Linked DNA regions of Oryctolagus cuniculus: regions 1 and 2 are each linked to region 3. A link is a contact called in public Hi-C data. All regions are on one chromosome and are shown on one strand. The core of a region is the stretch at or near the end of the contact, and the rest is flanking DNA. Distances in the headings are between cores, read along the strand shown.

Region 1 (3,948 bases), core at 154-2,653, 140 kb after region 3:
GCAGACCTGTTGAGTGTCTGCCATTTTTAGTCTAAGTACAGGGGTGCTGTGAAAGGCACGAGAGGTCTTTGGCTTTGGGCAAACACAACCATTGCTTGTACCTTGCAATCGGGGTAGATCTAGGACCTAGCACCGTGTTTGATGGCCTCTGACAACCCAGAACTGTGACGGCCGAAATCCTCCTTGGCTTGGAGTCAGCACCTGTGCAGTCACTGTGCAGGTGACCTGATCTGGGAGCCTCAGCGTCCCCACCTAGGAACTGACGAGAGTGGTACCAGCTCTCCGGTGGTGCCAGCATGGGGTGTGGTCAGCTGAGCACACCCAGCAGAGCCTGGCACTTTGCAGGTGTTCTGCTGTGGCTCACCTGACCGCTTTGCCGTGGGGACTCTCCTGCCACAGACTGTCATTCCACAGGCTTGTGTTATAAATAGATCTGAATCAATCTGAGGTGGCCTAAGAGCCCTTCAGTGCCTTCAGAGAGGCATAGCCTGTTACGCAGGAGTGTTTCTGGGAGAAGGAGAGACTCAGAGACTCTTTGAACGCCCGGGGAATCAAAGGGAGGCTGCTGTGTGCACACCTGGGTCCCTGCTGGGCAGTGTTCTGAGTTTCAGAAGATTGCAACAGACGAAGAGAGAGGAAGAATGAAAGAGGAAAGTAAGGGCAGACAGGAGGAGGAGCAGAAGGAAGAGAGAGACAGCCCGGAGAGAAGCTGCCCGTCACGTCCAGGTGCTCCCACTGTCTTATTTGCTGAGCTCTGCTTTGGCCAAAACAACGTGTGTCCAGCAACAGGGAGAGCACAACCCAAAGAGAGAGAGAGAACTGGGAGCCCCAGGAAGATCTCTGAGACGCGGAACGATGGATTATCTTTAATCTGGACAAATGTCAAAAGCATTAACGGCTCAGTGCTAACCCCCAGCCTCATGCCAACTTGCGATTAATCGTGGTGCCTGGAAACCTTTCTTGGGAGGCAGTCACCAGGGAGCCCTCCATGCTCAGTGCTTGGGGCAGTCTGGAGCCCCAGCTGCCAGGCTAGGAGCCAGCAAGCCCATGTTCCAGCCGCGACGCTGCTTCCCGACCAGTGTGTCTCCCCTTTCAGCATCTCTGTTCCTGTTGGTGCAGGTACTAAGGCAGAGGCTCAGAGACGGTCCAGGATCATCAGAGGGAGGACAGGATTTCGTGGCTACATTTCCCAGCTCTCGGCTTTGTTCCTGCCTAGGGCTCACCATGCCTACAGCTCCCAGTTCCCCTCCGAGTCTGGAGGGAAACTACTGCTCTGTTACTTACAGGAAAGTAGATTGGGAAAATCTGGCATTCTATGTTCAGACGAATTCTGCGAGCATCCAGAAAACAGCACGGAAGGAAAGTGTTAGCCACCCACGGACGCATGGGCTCCGTGCGAAATTCAGCTCACGGCCCAGCGACAGCCTCGTCCGCAGGCACAGAGAGGGTTGTTTCCCACCTTTGGACAGCGTGTGGGTGACTGCACTTCTGGAGGGGCCCGAGGCCAGCACGCGTTTGTTGGCATCCCAGCCGGTGAGCCAGACCAAGCTTGGTCCTCCAGACACAAGACATTGAAGCTGTCTGGGGAGGCCCCGCATCTCCGTTGGGGGAGATGCCTTCTGTGGAGCCCCAAGCAGAGGAGGAGGGGCTGCAGGCCATGCGGACAGCAAAGCCCCACAGCCCAGCGGGGCTCTGGGATCCCGAAGGCTCCGGAGGCTCAGGCTTGCCCCCAAAGCTTCCACTCCCTGTGCCTCCTGCCTGGCACACTTCCTGAACTCCAGGTGAGGGAGCTGGCATTTCCCCGGGAGTCTCCATCTTCGCAGAGGAATGTTTTGAAAACATGGGCTCTTGCTGCAGCCGTACTTCCTCCCAGCATCTGGTCCTCCGTGCACAGCCCACGGGCTGGCCCTTGGCTGGTAGTGTGGAAACCATGCCAGGCTGACCTCCTATAGCTGCTCTGGAGTGAGCACAGGCCAGGGGATGAGATGCACCTCCCACAGCCCAGCTGTCCATTCCCTGCAGCTCAAAGCACTGGGGCCTTGGGGGAAAGAAACCCTCGCATGCCCTCACAGCTGTCCCCAGAGCCCCTCACGCAGCAGCCCTGAGAGCACCCTGCTCTGTTTCATGCAGGCCCCGCCACGTAGTGTGTGTCCACTGTCACCTGGCCACGTAGTGTGTGTCCACTGTCACCTGGCCACGTAGCGTGTGTCCACTGTCACCTGGCCACGTAGCATGTGTCCACTGTCACCCGGCCACGTAGCGTGTGTCCACTGTCGCCCAGCCACATAGTGTGTGTCCACTGTCACCCGGCCACGTAGCGTGTGTCCACTGTTGTCTGGCCACGTAGCGTGTGTCCACTGTCGCCCAGCCACATAGTGTGTGTCCACTGTCACCTGGCCACGTAGCGTGTGTCCACTGTCACCTGGCCATGTAGCGTGTGTCCACTGTCGCCCAGCCACATAGCATGTGTCCACTGTCACCCGGCCACGTAGCGTGTGTCCACTGTCGTCCGGCCACATAGCATGTGTCCACTGTCGCCAGCTGCTGGCTCAGCCACCTCCCCTGAGTCTGCCCCTCAACTTGGCACAGCTGGAGTCCCAGCAGGGAATAGCAATGAAAGCAAACTCCATCAGTGTTCAAACGGAATAGCACCAGCACCGTGCTGTTGTTTGTGGCTCCCATTCTTTTGGTGCCATCTGCAGCCACAACCTGCCTGGTTTGCAAACCCAACTCTGTATCCCATTTGCTCCCTTCACTTGCCCGATGTGATGCTGCACAGGACTCACTGGTTATCTTTGTGCCCTTCCCGGGCTACACTGGGGCCGGTGAAGATCTTCCTCACATCCTGGCTCCCAGAACACCTCTTCAGCTCTCTGTCTGCTCCCACCTGCTTTGTAGATCTTCCTGCTGCCACCATGGCTGTGAAACTCTGTGTGTGTGTGCTCATGTGTGCTCCTGTGTGCGCGTGTGTGCACGTGCACAGCTGCCTGGGTTCTTATCACCACCACCGAGAAGCTAACACCTGAAGGGCCAGGAGGCCCCCAGAATCCTGTGCTGCCCCAGTGCTGGCTATGGTTTCAACTATAAAATATGCTTTCAAATGACAAAGGCAACAGGAGGGGGTGAAAATAAGGGACAAAATGAAATTGTCGTAAGCTTAATGGACTAAGTCTCCAAGGTACTGGACATTGCTGGGGGATAGAAGGAACTGTGACCTGGCAGATACTATGACATCCACAAGCCAAGGGAAGCCTGGAGACACCAGAAGCTGGAAGAGATGAGAACTGAACCCCTGTACTGGCTGCTGAGGGCCTGTGGCCCTGATCACAGACCTGTGGCCTCCAGCACCATGAGAGAAGTCGCTGGTAATTTCAGCCACTCAGTCAGCAGAGCCACAGGACATTCAAGCAATGAGAGAATAACCAATGGACAGTATCCCCTGCAGAAATAAATGTGAGCTATATCCTATTGCATGTGGTTGTACAGTCCTACAACAAATGCAAACCCACCATTTGTCTTCCAGAGTCATGCTCCATTATCCTTCACTGAACTGGTATTTTCTATTAGGTGCCAGTCATTGTGGGCACACGATAATAACTCAAGCTTCTGTATGTGCCTCAAAATCAGTCTGGGAGTGGGGCCGAGGCCTCTGTGTATTTCTCTCCCCAAAAAGGCACACAGCAAGTGCAGCAGGAGTGTCTGTGGGGACCAAGGATGCAGCTTCAGCAAAGACATGACATGGGAGCCACTGGCGGTTCTGGTGGTTGGCTCCATGGAGGCTGGAGAGAGAAGTGGATGAAGAACACCTGTAGTGACAGGTGTCTCAAGATGGCTTTTGATGTGCAGAGATGCTTGGAACAACACTTAAGAAGACATGACACATGCGGGAAATGCAAAGACTGGGGTAGCGCCATTGTTGGGTGCCATTTTGCTTTGTGTAGAATGAAC
Region 2 (4,448 bases), core at 749-3,248, 190 kb after region 3:
TGTTGTGGTTTGTCTTTTGGTGAACCCCGGAGGGTGAGAGGCAGGAAGCAGCCAGCAGCAGGGAGTGAAGAGGGCACTGACCCTGGGGCAGACGTGTGTGTTTGCCCTGCAGGGACCAGGCACAGGCAGTGGACAGGGCGCGAGACGGGTCAGACTACCTCCGGTCTGGGGACTTGCGTCCTGGAGGAAGAAGTCTGATGCCCGGGTTTTGAAGAAGGAAATCTCGGAGACCCTCAGGAATGGGCACTGAGTACCAAGCGGCCGTCACTCAACTCCAAGCCCAACCTCGCAGGAGGAGCCCGTGCTGCAGGGAAGTGTGTGGCCCCCACGCCGCCTTCCCCCGTGGCCAGGGCTGTAGAGAGACTGCAAGCCGAGAGGGGAGAGGGCCCGCTCCTTCCCCTCTGCACAGTCTGTGCAGGCAGCCGCTGAGCTGTGCTCTCTCTCTCGGCAGTGCTGTAGAGCATCATTTCGGTCCCTGGCTCCTTCCTCCAGGCCTCTGGAGCCAGTCAGGGACAGCAGCTCCAGGAAGTTCCTCCTCCACCTCTGCCTCCATTCCTCCAGCCCCCAGCAGCTCCCTTCCTCCCACACGGACTCCCTCTGCTGGGACGCCAGCTAGACTCCAGCTACCCTTTGTGCCTTGAAATCTCACCCACTCCTTAAATGAGCCTCTCTATGGAACTCACCACCGTGGTCCTTGTCCCGCCTGCACTCTGCCGTGATCCTGCACCAAGAGAGCTGCAGTTGCCGGGCTCGGAAACGAGCAGAGGGAATGAGGGCCCCAGGAGCAGGAGGGCCAGCCCCGGGCCTCTGCGGGGCCACGGTGCGTGGACAAAAGCCCGGGATGACACGTCCCTTGTGTCCCAGCCCTTGATCGCATTTTGCAGGCAGCAGCATGGGAGAGAGAAGGCAGCTCCACACAGAGAAAGGCAGAAGGAGCCAACCAGAGCGTCGGTCCAGGCAAGGGGAGGCCTCACCTCGAGCCTGCTGTCCGGGTGTGGTCCACACAGGGCTGGACATGAGTTTACCGCTATGTTGATGTTCTGATTAAGAAAACCGCTATTATTGATCGCTATTTATTTTAAAACGCTCCCTCTCCCCCAGTGTCCCGAGGGCTGCTAAAGACGTCATCTAGGAACAGAAGGAAGAAAAACACACCAAGCAGGTCCAAAGGGAGTGTGGCATCAGAAATGGCAGGCTTGGACGCGGCCCCCTGGTGCAGGCAGCGAGGACCATGGACTGCACCTGGGCAATTCAGTGCAGGAGGCCGCCCACAGGAGCCCCGGCAGGCCCTACTCCAGCTCCAGCGCCTGGCTCTTTCCTCCTGGAGCGCCGCGAGTCCATCCTGCGCTGAGTCCCGGGCTCTCAGGCACCAGGAATCCCGAGTCCAGAATTCCCCCTCACCCTGCTCTTGCCTTTCACCTGCTGTCTACAGGGGGACCTGGGAACCACCATTCCATGGACAGTGCCAGGTCACTGACGCACAGGTGTCCAGCGATGGGACCTGAACCCAGGTTTGTCAAAGGCCACCTGAAAGAGCAGTAGGACCCCTAATTCTGCGTGGGGCCCTGGGCTGCCTTCCGGGAGCAGAGAGACGGACACGTGCAGTGGGGGGCGAGGGAGGCTGCCCCCAAAGACGGGGGTGGGGGCGCTGGGCCTGCGGGCTCAGTCCAGGCTCCTGGGTGCGGGCTCTCCGCGGTCCTGCCCGGCCGGCTTCCAGCCTCCCGGGCTGCGGCCTCTCCGGAACCGGTTTTTTTTTTTTTTTTTTTTTTTTTTTTTTTGCGGGCCTCTGAAAGACTTATTGAAAGCTCCCCCCCAGACCCGGCCACCCGCGTTTCCTGCACGGGGCCGGGGCTTTGTGCATTGCAAGCGCCCGACAGCTGGGTGAGCGGCCGCTTCCGCCCGGGCCGGGGCCGCGGGGCGCGCTTCCCTCCAGCTGTGCGAGCGGCGCCTTGCGAGGCCCGCGCCGAGCCGCCGTCCAGCTGCGCGCCGCGCCCTCCCGCGCCGCCCTGCATGCTAATCAGGGCCCGCGCGCCGCCGGAGAAGGGCTCGTTTGTGGCGCGCGCAGATGCGCCCCCCGCGCCGGCCCCCAGCGCTTCCGCCGGCGCGCAGGTGAGGCCGGCTGACGTCACCGCAGGTGTGGGCCGCGCCGGGCTCCGGTCTCCGCAGGGGCGGCGGGGGCTGGGCGGGCGTCCTCGTGAGCCCCTGCCCGCAGCGTCCCCTGAGCGTGCCCTGAGGGGTGCAGGGGGCCCGAAGCCTGCAGAAGCAGTCTGTCTGGACAATGAGGCTGGTCGCTGGTCCAGAGGATGGTGACCCCTCTTCCTGGACGTCCCTGGTGGGTCCAGTTCTGTCCAGGCCTTGCCGGATGAGGATGACTCTGTAGGAACCCGTCTTCCCCCTGCTCACCCCCGGGGCACTGACAGTGGGTGCCTTCGTTCACCCAGTGCCCCTTCTGCATTGCACCTCGCAGGGCACCTCCTGCTGCCCCTGCCCCTCTCTCTGCCCGCCAAGGGGTGCACGGCCAGGCTGGCCCAGCCCGTGGCCCAGCCTCGCAGGAGAGTCCTGGTGTTTCACCGTTCGCCCTGTGTGTCTGCCTGAGTTTATGGATGATTGACACTTCCTGGGGCTTCTCCAGGTGCCCTGGGGCCTAACTCCCACTCAGTCCTGCCCATGTGCAGGGTCCTGGGAGGGTCCTGACTGCTGCCTCTAGGCGGCCTCTTAGATGTCCCATTGCCAGCCTGAGACCAGAAACCCCCGAGGACGGGACCAGGCACCCTTCATCCTTGGGGCTTAAGGTACAGGGGCTGAAAGGAAATGAACTGCTCTCCCCCCCCCACCCCCGCTCTGAGCTCTAAGGACCAGGGGGTGGTTAACGCCTCCATCTTGTAACGGTCCCTAAGAGATCCTGGCATACTGGCATCAGGGAGGGATACCCGTGCTGCGGGCCGCTGCTTGTTTGGGGCTGGTTCATGAACTACTCTTACAGTTGCTTCCTTTAAGGGGTTATGTGCTAAGTTGCCCCTCCCCTAACAGATTCTGGCCTTAGTGGTTAACAGGGAGAGAAGAGCACACTGGAGTCCCTATACTTGCAGGGCTACTTGTTTGGGGGTGGTTCAGGGGTGGCTTTCACAATGGCCGCTCAACATGTGCTGAGTTGCCCCCTCCCCAGCCCCCCACGTTCCCTCTGGTCTGGTCTAACAGTCCCGGGTTGGGAATCACAGTGAATTCCTTTGATTTCCGTATTGCTTTAATGCTTAGGAGACTTGTCTGCTCCCCACAATCCAGGGAAAGGATTATCACCCATAATTTACAACCGAGAAAGCTGAGGGAAAGAAACTGACCTTGCCTGATCAACACGGAAAAGGAAACAGGCCAGCACGCTGAGGTCTCGCTCCTGCTCCTCACCTGGCCTACACAGCTGTGTCATCTGGACCTCACATGTTTTCTTTTACACGTTTGGATTAATCGGAAGCACTTAAAGTCGCTGTTTTGCACCTCCTCTGGACAGGTATCTGATACTACGGGTGCGGCTCCCAGTTCTCCCTGGCTCCTTGCACTGAGGCGACACCTGCTGTGGGCTCAGCGCCACCTCCCGCCTGCTCTTCAGCTCCGATGTCCATCTGGCTCCTAAAGGCGTCGACCGCCTGGTGAAGCAGAAACACCACCACCGTCGGGGGAGCCTGTGCGGGGGAAAGCTCTGATCTCTGGGGTGAGCTCAGGCCTCACTTCAGCCCGAGGCTGCTCTGTGCCTGACGTGCTCCACACCCTGGCGCGGATCAGAGGTCCTCGGGCTTCCCAAGCTCTCAGGATGGTGAAACAGCAGAAACTCCAGGAATTAAAGAAAAGTCATCATTTCCATAGATGCAGACACATAAGGAGAAAATTCAGCTTTCTTTCATGCTTAAAAATCTTCAGATTAGTACCGAAGATCATAACCATTGCAATATGAGAAGAAAAAAAGAAAGCTATTAAGATTTAATAGGTAAAGTTGTCATTATACCTATAAAACATTTTATAGGAACTTCAAGACAGTCTACAAGCCACTAGTACTGATGAATCTTGTGTTCAATTCATTTATTCAATAAATTCACGGAGTTCAGTGGCTGCTCTGGGTGTAGCAGAAACAGCAGTGAGGAACATGGAACATTCTGTCCACAAGGGGCTAATACTGTATTTACTTAAAAATAAAGTTGCTGGGCCAGTGCTGTGGTGTAGCTGGTAAAGCCGTCACCTCCAGTGCCGGCATCCCATATGGATGCAAGTTCGAGTCCCAGCTGCTCCACTTCCGATCCAGCTCCCTGCTAATGGCCTGAGACAGCAAAGGGAAGATGACCTAGATGCTGGGGTCCCTGCACTCTTGTGGGAGACCCAGAAGAGGTTCCTGGCTCCTGGCTCTTGGCTTCCATTTGGCCCGGCCTTGGCCATTGCAGCCATTTGTGGAGTGAACCAGA
Region 3 (4,473 bases), core at 1,207-3,706:
TTAGGACTGTTGCTTTCTTGACCAACATCTCTGTGTTTTTCAATGCTGCTTTTTATTCCTAGGTCACAGCTCACTGACGGGAGAGCCACTGTGTAACCAGGAAAGACTGTAGTCTCAACAGAGCAATGCCTTCATGGCGTGCAGAAAGCGTGCATCGGGGAAGATGTAACACTAGGTCCACATAGGTCTGTGTAGCTGACAACCTTGAGAGAGGGACGCCTATCCAGGGCTAAGGAAATTGAATGTGAATGACTCAACAAGCAAGCGTACCGTGTTACTTAGCTTTCCATGTAAGCCTCCCTTCATGGCTCATGGCAGACACAAACAAGGACATGGGTAGCCTTCCGCAAGGGGGAGTGGGCACTACCCGGGCAGAGGCACTGGCTAGGGGCTTTTGCAACCTTGGCTCTGTTGGCCTCTTGACAGCCCTGGTGTTGGTGTGCTGACCCAGCTGCATCCTAGGCTAGGGTGAGTAGGAGGCGGGAAGTTCTGAGAAGTTCCGTCTTGCCTCACAATGATCACATGGAAGGCCAGGTAACACGGTACGCTTGCTTGTTGAGTCATTCACATTCAGTTTTCTTGGCCTACTGAGCCATGTTTGTGAAGCAGCTAGCCTCGGTGTTGAGTTTCTTTTTTTTTTTTTTTTTATTTTTTTTTTGACAGGCAGAGTGGACAGTGAGAGAGAGAGACAGAGAGAAAGGTCTTCCTTTGCCGTTGGTTCACCCTCCAATGGCCGCCACGGCCGGCGCGCTGCGGCCGGCGCACCGCGCTGATCCGATGGCAGGAGCCAGGAGCCAGGTGCTTTTCCTGGTCTCCCATGGGGTGCAGGGCCCAAGCACCTGGGCCATCCTCCACTGCACTCCCTGGCCACAGCAGAGGGCTGGCCTGGAAGAGGGGCAACCGGGACAGAATCCGGCGCCCCGACCGGGACTAGAACCCAGTGTGCCGGCGCCGCTAGGCGGAGGATTAGCCTATTGAGCCGCGGCGCCGGCCGGTGTTGAGTTTCTTACAAGCTGCTGAGGTCAGAATGACAGGTAGTTCCCGACTTGTCCTCAGGACTGCAGTGAAATAGGAGAGCCACTCAGGGAGACAAGTGTGACCCTGATCCATGTTTCACATGGGCCTGTGCTGGAACTGGGGACATGGCAGGGGGTGAGCCAGGAAGGAAATGCCCTTTAGAGGCCGGCACCCCAGAGGGCATGGGGCCATTTCCCGCTTCTGAGAAGCAGGGCTGGTCTGAGTCGAAGGGGCCTCCGTGGGTGGGTGTTGAGTCAGCTGGCACCAGACCACACCTTGCAGGCACTGCTCCCCCGACTCAGTCTAGATATTCACTCAGAAAGCACATGTTCTGTGTTGGACGTTCAGAAAACATCACCCCCGCCACCGAGAGATGAGTCCAGTAAACGATTCTGTGTGGGGTGTAGGTGGAGGCTATCAGCCCTGTGATGGTTCAAGAGGGGCCTCAGGGGAGGACCACTGAGGGTGAATGGCCCACTTTGGCCTGCTGTGTGACGGTTGGACACCTGCCCAGCCTTTCTTCCCACTCTGGATGCGTGGCAGGCAATGGCATGCTGAATGATGCCTACGTGCCTCGTTTCAAACCCTTCAACGGGAGAACCCTCCCACCCCGGCCGACAGTCACTCATCAGCACACATGCACGTGACTGGCCTGGACGCAGAGGCTCTTTCCCTGGTGGTGTGCATCAGGGTCAGTGCCTGTGAGCGCCTGCTGCACTGAGTCTGGATCTCCCAGACCAGGAGCGTCACGGGGGCCAAGACTGTGGGGACCCACTTTCCCCTTTTGCTTGGCACCTGGGGCCTGCTGCTGATTCACAGGCCAGACATGGACGAGGGGCCTTCTGAAAGCCCACGGAAAACGGAAGTAAAAGATCCACACGATTTGGGAGCAACTTCATTTTAACACCATGCATCGTTGTTTCATAACACCCATCGTCCATGAACTTCTTGAAGATCTTTCTGACGCATGGCTTTCAAATATTTTTTTAATCAAAACAAACAGATTTTTTAATTCAAATTTTCAGGAACTTTTTAAAGTACGTTGTATAATGCAGGTACATACATTTTTGAAAACATTAAAAACACACACACACACAAATGTTTGTAGAATGCTCATCTCTATCTGCTAATCTTTATGATTTCAGAATCGATAGCCCTGACTGTAGGAGAAAGGGGATGATCTGGGCTCTAACAGGATAGATCCCCTGAAAGGAAGATCTGTACCCAGGTCACGCTAGCCGAGGGAGGGCTGGAAGAGGCAGAGACACAGCCCCTGCCCCTTCTTTTCTCTTCTCACTCTGTCCTCTTGCTTCCCCGGCATCCTCCATTGTTCAGGGAGGGCGACTGCATTGCCAAGTGTGCCTCGGCAGGCTGAGCCTTTCGTCTTCGGCATGAGTGCTGCGCCTTTGCTTGTATTTTTCCACACTGTCTAAATAGAAACCGCTCATTCAAATCTTATTCAACTTCCTAGAAATAAAATATGAAAGTGGGTGAGAGCTCCAGTGCTCTCTGCTATCCAATGCAAATGTATGCAAATTTCTTCATATGAGAATCATTGTCTAGTTGTCATCCTCGCACGGGGCACATCAAAGCCATATGACCTGATTTTTGCACCTGCTGTTTAATTAAATTTACAAGGCAGACACACTCTCCACTCCCGGTGATATACAAATCCGTTTTTACAACCACAGCTTCTAATTTACAAGGGAGCTGACTGCTGAGTTTCAGCACCAATAGCTGCCCAAATGCTCTTTGTTATACTGAGGATTAAAAAAAAAAAAAAAAAAAAGGAAAAAAATGGCCATCATTTGGGCAGATGGATCAATGGAAACAGGAAAAGTGATTTTTCTCTCCCATCCAGCCTTGGATATTTTATAGCTTTATTGGGGCATATGGACATATACCAAACTAGACATATTTAATTTATACATTTTGATGAGCCTGGACATATGCGAACACCTTTGTGAAGACACAAGGGAAGATATGAGTCAAGGCGTACGCGCCAACGCAAAGAGCACTCGTGTTTCAGTTGGTTCCCTGTCATTTTGGTGGAAGGGACAGAACACCAAGCTTGCCGGCAGCTTCCGGCTTCCAGTCACTTAGTACCAGGGAGTACAAAGGGGTGCAGATAGGGCAAGGCCAGCGTGCATTCAGGGAAGCAGGGGGAGCCGAGGCTGAGAGAAGCCGTGCATGTTTTCTTGAAAAATGCTTCCTGCAGGAGGGCAATGTGGTATGAGTTCCTCTGTCCATCCACAATGAGTTTCGGGTCTTTAAATCGCACTTGTCTTTGCCAACGGCAAAGCTTTGCTGCTGAATGTTGGGTCGGTATTTTCCTTTGGGCTGACCTGGTGGTCTTCTCTGTCTTCAGAGCTAGTCTCCAGGCATGGATCTGATCTCTTCGAGAGATATTCAGAAAAACATTCTGGAGGAAGCATATTAAGAGGAGGCGAGGAGACTAGATTAAAAATATGTATCCCAATTTTGTTGTCTTTTTCTGCTAATGCAGCCAGTCTGAGGACTTGGGTGGAGGAATAATGCTTTTTAAGTTATGGCAGAAAAACAATTTAATGAAAGTCATATTTTTTCACCCTTGCACTGTACAATTTTGAAAACCCTCAGAAATATAATGTTTTATGCAGTACTGCAAACAAATCATCTCCTGATACAGGAGCGTGAGCTTCTGAGGCCTCACCAATAGGTGGCGCCACGCATTCACGGAACCCAATACCGCCGCAGACAAGTTTGGAACAAGTCAGAAATTGAAGCTCTGAGCTGTGACTGACTGTGAGACATATGGGTTGAATCCCAGGCCTGCCCAAGAATAACTTTGAAGAAAATTTTGTTTTCTGGCAATACAGATGCTAACACACCACAGAACCTTTAAAAAGAATAAATATGTAGATGGTTCATGGCTCTCAGAATAATTTAACCTCCCCCAAAGTTAAGACAGCATCACCAAAGTAAAATAAGCCAAGCACTGCCTTTCTGTCTTCAGGAGACTCCGTTCGGTGGCTGCAGACTCTCACGAGTTATTTGTCAGTTGGTTTTTTGTTTTTTAATGGCATTTTATTTCAGCCCCAAATGCAGAAAAAAGGGTGGTTTCATCTTAAAATGAGCTAATTCTCGATGAATAAAGCTTACAAAGGGAGTTCTAGGCAGGAGGATGTCTACCTAAACTTGGAATTTTTTGCTTCTTTGTTCTGTGGCAGGAACTGTTCCCACTTGAGAATCAAACATACGTTGTAGAAACGCTTTCTCTTGCCGCGGAAGATGCGAGTGGTCTCAGAATGGGTGGCGAATGATTTCCAGAGATAGGATTTACAAAGCTGTTCATTTTAACTGGAAGTTGAAGCTAAAGCATAACTAAATCCTCCACCTTGAACGTTAGACTTTATTTTAAAATGACTGTTTGCCAGGCTCTGAACCAAGGGACACTTGTTGGACCTGGTGTTGGCT

What was found. A called contact is a pair of places that touch in the nucleus more often than the background predicts.
Region 1: a Hi-C map of skin fibroblasts shows a contact between it and region 3, with 2.7 times the contacts expected there. The contact joins two enhancer-like sites. A contact is called at or near these places in 3 of 6 Hi-C or Micro-C datasets (ear pinna, skin fibroblasts and an unstated tissue).
Region 2: a Hi-C map of an unstated tissue shows a contact between it and region 3, with 2.2 times the contacts expected there. The contact joins two enhancer-like sites. A contact is called at or near these places in 2 of 6 Hi-C or Micro-C datasets (embryonic fibroblasts and an unstated tissue).

Annotation. Positions count from the first base shown.
Region 1 is chr2:194,301,851-194,305,798 of mOryCun1.1, reverse strand. No RefSeq gene overlaps it. Among named protein-coding and RNA genes, the nearest start is that of TRNAK-CUU, 140 kb to the left of the region's middle. Within about 2 kb of position 1,403, at least 2 of the 8 cell types and tissues checked have an H3K27ac peak or open chromatin away from gene starts, as enhancers often do.
Region 2 is chr2:194,248,376-194,252,823 of mOryCun1.1, reverse strand. No RefSeq gene overlaps it. Among named protein-coding and RNA genes, the nearest start is that of TRNAK-CUU, 200 kb to the left of the region's middle. Within about 2 kb of position 1,998, at least 1 of the 8 cell types and tissues checked has an H3K27ac peak or open chromatin away from gene starts, as enhancers often do.
Region 3 is chr2:194,437,669-194,442,141 of mOryCun1.1, reverse strand. No RefSeq gene overlaps it. Among named protein-coding and RNA genes, the nearest start is that of TRNAK-CUU, 5.9 kb to the left of the region's middle. Within about 2 kb of position 2,456, at least 1 of the 8 cell types and tissues checked has an H3K27ac peak or open chromatin away from gene starts, as enhancers often do.